2 separate regions of the Mus musculus genome follow, and region 1 is linked to region 2. A link is a contact called in public promoter capture Hi-C data. All regions are on one chromosome and are shown on one strand. The core of a region is the stretch at or near the end of the contact, and the rest is flanking DNA. Distances in the headings are between cores, read along the strand shown. Region 1 holds the start of Fam220a (family with sequence similarity 220, member A). Region 2 holds the start of Ccz1 (CCZ1 vacuolar protein trafficking and biogenesis associated).

Evidence for each region. Capture Hi-C pulls out chosen DNA fragments and counts their contacts.
Region 1: a promoter capture Hi-C map of adipose tissue shows a contact between it and region 2. The contact joins the promoter of Fam220a here to the promoter of Ccz1 in region 2. A contact is called at or near these places in 2 of 39 promoter capture datasets (the 3T3-L1 cell line and hippocampal neurons), 3 of 115 datasets of contacts at active chromatin or transcription factors (embryonic stem cells, large pre-B cells and memory CD8 T cells) and 2 of 9 other capture datasets (adipose tissue and liver).

What each region holds. Positions count from the first base shown.
Region 1 is chr5:143,547,427-143,550,253 of GRCm38.p6, forward strand. Fam220a (family with sequence similarity 220, member A) reads left to right here and starts at 1,294. Exons shown (of 2, transcript NM_133703.5): 1 at 1,294-1,708.
Region 2 is chr5:144,013,555-144,016,370 of GRCm38.p6, forward strand. Ccz1 (CCZ1 vacuolar protein trafficking and biogenesis associated) reads right to left here and starts at 1,299. Exons shown (of 15, transcript NM_177682.3): 1 at 1,145-1,299. The coding sequence starts at 1,258. It overlaps Gm24311 (a small nuclear RNA gene), which reads left to right and starts at 444; the gene lies at 444-547. It overlaps Gm33427 (a long non-coding RNA gene), which reads left to right and starts at 1,605. Exons shown (of 2, transcript XR_377194.2): 1 at 1,605-2,422.

The DNA of each region.
Region 1 (2,827 bases), core at 44-2,543, 470 kb before region 2:
TCTGGATCTCAGTCTAAAAACTGGACTGACCTCGAACTCACAGAGATCTGCCTGCCTCTGTCTACTGAGTACTGGGGTTAAAAGCATGCACCATCACCACCACGGACCACCAGGTTTACCTTGTTTTCTTACATGTGTGAGTCGTAGAGTGGGGTTGCTGCGTTGCGTCCTGGCGCCCTCTAATGGTGAAGCTGAGGATAACAGGGAACGTGGCGTGGCAGCGCTAACCTGTTGCTATTCCAGTTTCAGGAGGCTGCTGCTGAGTTGATATCACCCTTTATGGCCTGGACCCTCTCACACCCATCACCAAACAAGAAGATGCCGTACAGAATCGCTTACAGGTCAACCTGATGGAGGCAGTTTTTCAATTGAGGTTCCTTTTTCCAGCATAACTCTAGGAATTAGATAACTCTAGACGAGGTTCTCAGCCTTCCAATGCGCGACCCCCTTAATACAGTTCTTCGTGTGGTGACCACCAACCATAAAATTATTTCACAACGACTTTATAACTTTAGTTTTGCTAATTTTACGAATCGTAATGTAAATATCTGATATACAGGTGGTCTTAGGCTAACCACTGTGAAAGGATCGTTCGGTCTCCAGAGAGGTCGCGACCCACTGGTTGAGAACTGCTGGTCTATCTTGTGTCACGTTAACAAAAATAAATGAGCAGCATAGAAGGCAACACCCTAGAGTCACTTGTGTTCTTCCACCATGAGGGTCTCAGGAATTGAACTCAGATCCTCTGGAGCAATGGGAAGTGCATTTTACCTACTTCACCATTTTGCTGGTCTCACTGTAACCATTTTTAGGAATATGTGTGTTATAAAGTACCTGTGGCCATACCCAGGCATCATCTCTTTTCTGTTATATTTTAAAGATTGATTTTTATTTGGATGTGGTGTGTGTGCGAATGAGTGCAGATGCCCAGGAAGGTCAGATATTGGCTCTCCTGGAGCCAGCTACAGGTGGATTTTGAGCCACCTAGTGTGGGTACGGGAAACTGAACTGAGGGTCCTCTGGAGGAGCAGCCAGCCTTGAGTTCATGTTTTTCCTGCTTCAGTCTCTTGAGTGCTGGAATATTAACAGGCTAGCGCCACCACGCCACTTTCCCTGTGTCGTTATTCTCAACTCTTCACCATTAGAGGACGCCAGATGCAACGCAGCCAACCCTAGTCTCCAACTCATGCGCACTTCACTTGCAGGAAAGCCGCCCGAGGGGCGGGGCGGCCCGGGGCGGGGCGGGAGGCGGAGTCTGCTGCCTGCGCAGGCGCGGGCCGGCTTTGTGACGTCAGGCCGCGCGGCCCGGCCGGGAATCCAGGTGGTAGCTGGTGGAGTCGCCTCCGGAGAGTGACGCGCAGACTCGGCTCCCCCGCGGCCCGCCCTCCTGCCGGCCTCGCCGCGGTCTCCCTTGCTCCCTGAGATCGCTGAGCGCTGAGCAGCGGCCCGGGAGAGGAGGCCTTGGGCGACGGGGCGCGGAGAGGGAGGGCGGGCGGGCAGTGGGGGCGCCGCGGATCTCTATATGGCGACGGCTCTGTCGGGTCTGGCTGTCCGGCTGTCGCGCTCGGCCGCCGCCCGCTCCTATGGGGTCTTCTGCAAGGGGCTGACCCGCACGCTGCTCATCTTCTTTGACTTGGCTTGGCGGCTGCGCATCAACTTTCCTTACCTCTACATCGTGGCTTCCATGATGCTCAACGTGCGCCTGCAGGTAGGTGAGCCGCGCCCTCCGCATCCCTGCCCACCTGGCTCGGCGGGATGCAGGTGCTAAGGGGCTCATGCTATCAGCCTGAGGCTGAGTGTGAACCAAACACCGCGTCCCTCCCACCCCCGTTACCCTACTCTGCATAGAGGATGCTTCAGAAGGTAGGTTCCCACATCTGGGGGTGGGGTCCAAGGAAAGATGACAGGAAGGTCCCTTAGGACGCTTTGTCCTCAAAAATGACAAATTGTTGGCGATCCTGTAGCTGCGAGTTCCTTTGTGAATTCTGGTTCCCCAAACTTTGTGACGGTATATTATATTATCCTTGTACTGTAGGTTGAAAGTTAATGGTGTCTTGACCAATGTTTTCGGTATCTTCTGACCAGGGATTAGAAATGGCGATAGGGATGAAGATGAGAGAGAAAGAGGGAAAACAGATTTAGAGGCCTGCAACAGTTTAGACGTGGACTAACAGCATGCCTGCATCAGCATTCTGGAGGCCTCATTTGCTGAAAATGACTGACATTTCTCTATCTTGAATTTACAAAATGCTTTTTTTTCTAGCGGAGAGGTCTTACGGACCTGAGTGTTCTGTCTCAAAATGTAAGAAAGGCTGCATAGTGAACTTGGATTCTGTTTACACACCTTGGAGTGTCACAGGCTGTGTTGGAAGGAAGGACTTGGCTCCACCCCTGGGAAGCATGTAATCTGACAGAGGTTTTTTGTTGTTGTTTTTGTTTTGTTTTTGGTTTTTTGTGGTTCTGGAAATGAACCCGGTGGGTGCATTGGTTTGCCAGCCCTAACCCCAGCCTTACTGTGCTTATGTTGTTCCCTGGTGTGCAGAGGCGCCAGTTCAGTATAGTGCTACCTAGTTTTTCTGCAGTTGGGTCAAGTTGGAGTGTAATGGACTTGGTGTGTGTAAATGGTCCATGACACAGACCACATGAAATCGGAAGCCAAATATGTTGATCAAAATTGGTTAAAAGGAGTTAAGAAAAACCAAATTTGAGGTCCATATCAGAATCTCTTTACTTTTTTGGGGGGGGGGTGGGGAGGTGTTGTGTGTGTACCACCCTGGTTATGAGGTGCTGCCGGGATCAACTCGGGACTTTGTGAATGTTAGACAAG
Region 2 (2,816 bases), core at 49-2,548:
GTGTGCGCGTGTACAAGAATACAGGATCCACAATTGCACCAAGTTGGTTCGGGAGCACTTGGGCTGACAGCCTCTAAATAGGGCTTTTTTTTTTTAAGATTTATTTATTTATTTATTTATTTATTTATTATATGTAAGTACTTATTTATTTATTTATTTATTTATTTATTTATTATATGTAAGTACACTGTAGCTGTCTTCAGACACACCAGAAGAGGGCATCAGATCTCATTACGGGTGGTTGTGAGCCACCATGTGGTTGCTGGGATTTGAACTTCGGACCTTCAGAAGAGCAGTCGGGTGCTCTTACCCACTGAGCCATCTCACCAGCCCCTAAATAGGGCTTTGATCTGCTTGCAACAAAACACAGTTCTAGGCATGTTTTGAGGAAGTTGCCACTGTCAACTCGGAGTAAAAAAAAACGCTTATAACTTCGATTTTGGGTGCTCCCTTCGGCAGCACATATACTAAAATTGGAATGATACAGAGATTAGCATGGCCCCTGTGCAAGGATGACACTCAAATTCGTGAAGCGTTCCATTTTTTTCCAACGTTTATCCTAGACACAGTGAAAAACTATTTCATTCTAATGTTTACCCTAGATAGAATGATTCTACTAGAGTTCGACTATGATACCTGAATATACACCTAAAGCACTCTTAACTCCTACCATCACAGAAATGCTTGCACATAAATCTTTATTGCTACATTAATGACATTAGCCACAAGCTGGAACCAGCATAGATATCAACCAAACAGTTTAGTGGATAGAAATGTGTTAAAACACAATGAGATTTTAGTTAGCCGGAAGGAAAAATAAAGTAACAGTAACATTTCCAGAAAACAAAACATCAATTTTGGGGAAAACAAGAAAAAAGAAAAAATTAACTTTGTGAAGCGCCTCCAAGTTTTTAGTTTTGTTTCATTTTCCCTCTTTTGGGAGCTCTGTCCTACCAATCTGGCTCCACCTTTGCAATCGAAGATTCCAAGAGAGGAGTCAAGTTCGATCTTAATTGCCCAGACCTGACGCGATGGGAAAGACTTTCAAGCCGGGCGGAGGGATTAACCTGGGACCTCCGTTGCCAGGACGGGCTGCGGCATCAGGGGCCGGGCACGGAGCAGGCTCGCGGCCCCTTCGGCTTACCTCTCCCTCGCGCGGCCCGAAACGGGGGTTGTAGATGAAGAAGCTCAGCAGCGCTGGCGGGAACTGCTTCTCCTGGGCCGCCCAAGCACCCGGCCCGGCCGCGGCTGCCGCCATCCCGGCCCGGCCCCCGTTTCGGGAGGCTCCCCTCCGCCCGCTCCGAGGCAGCAGCCTTAGGGAACACCGCACTTCCGCCTCGCTAGCCGGCGGCCCGGAAGAGCTCGAAACTGACCCAGAAGAAAAACCTGCAGTGCCCAGTCCCTCTCTGATAGGTCCGTGTGGAACCAGTTCCCTCGTGTTTATTGGGCTGGAGTGTTTTCAATTATATCAGCTCTCAGCTGGCTGTCATGGCTAAAGGCGAAGACCACGAATTTCAAGAGAAATGTAACAATGGATTGGGGTGGGGGGGGTGTTGTTTCTTTTCTTTTGTTTGTTTGTTTGTTTGTTTGTTTGGATAGGGGTTCACTATGTACACCAGGTTGGCCTCTAACTCACAGAGATCCTCATGCCTCAGCCTCCTGGGTGCTGGCATTAAAGGCGTCATGGATACGGTATTTTTTAAGTGTGAAAAAACGTTTAGGGGAACACATTTTTCTTGAAGGTAGCCAGTTTACATCTGTTGTTGGTTGGTTTTTGGTTTTGTTGTTGTTGTTGTTGTTGTTGTTGTTGTTGTTGTTTTACATTTATTTATTTGTCCTCCAGGGAGGGGGATGTCCTGGCACGTGTATGAAGGTCAGAGGACAACTTGTTGAAATTGCTTCTCCCCTTCAGCACCACATAAACTGGGTGTGGCTGGCACGCCCTGGTGTGGTGGAGGCAGGAGGATCATAAGTCAAGGTCAACCTCGAATATATAGCACTTTTACTTACATCAATTATAAGCAATGGACTATAAGCAAAAGCAAAAATGTCCAAATTTACCTTGCCACAGAACTGGAGAGATGGTTCTACAATTAAGAGCACTGGCTGCTTTCACTAAGGACCTGGATTTAGTTCCAGCTCATAATGGCCAATAACTCCAGCTGCAGGGCATCTGATGCCTCTTTTGGCCTCTGTGGGCACTTGCTCAAATGTGGCACACATAAATTCATGCAAGCACACATATACGTATAAAATAAATCAATCCTTTTTTTTTTAATCTACCCTATCACCAACAAAGCTGATTTTCTTGGAACAAGTGAAAACCTGTAAATCTATAGTCTTCTCAGTGAATAAATCAACAGGCCTAGTGGAAAATATCCTGTCGATTCAGATTTCATCTGTCTTCTAAAGTGTTTGTGAGGTAATCCTATACCCTAGCCGTTACAGAAGAGATACGGGGTAGGTTTTTGCTTGAAATTGGATTCGTGAGCAGTCGTTTACGCAACACTAAACTGTAGTTGCTACACAGAACTATGTAAGCATGCAAATCGACAAGTGTTTCCCATACGTGCTTCATTTTCATTTTGATACAGAAAGAACTATTTTGAAAATCTATAGGTTCTCTAGGCATGGGGGCACAGGCGCTCAGGGTGTTGAAACAGGTGCATTACCAGCTATAAGATAGTCTGAGCTACAGAATGAGTCCCTGTCTCAAAAACAGTTTTGTTGTTCCTATAAGCAAATAAATCAGGGTCTCACATAGCCTGGCTTCAGGATCGATATGTAGTCAGGAATGGCCTTGAATTCCTGATCCT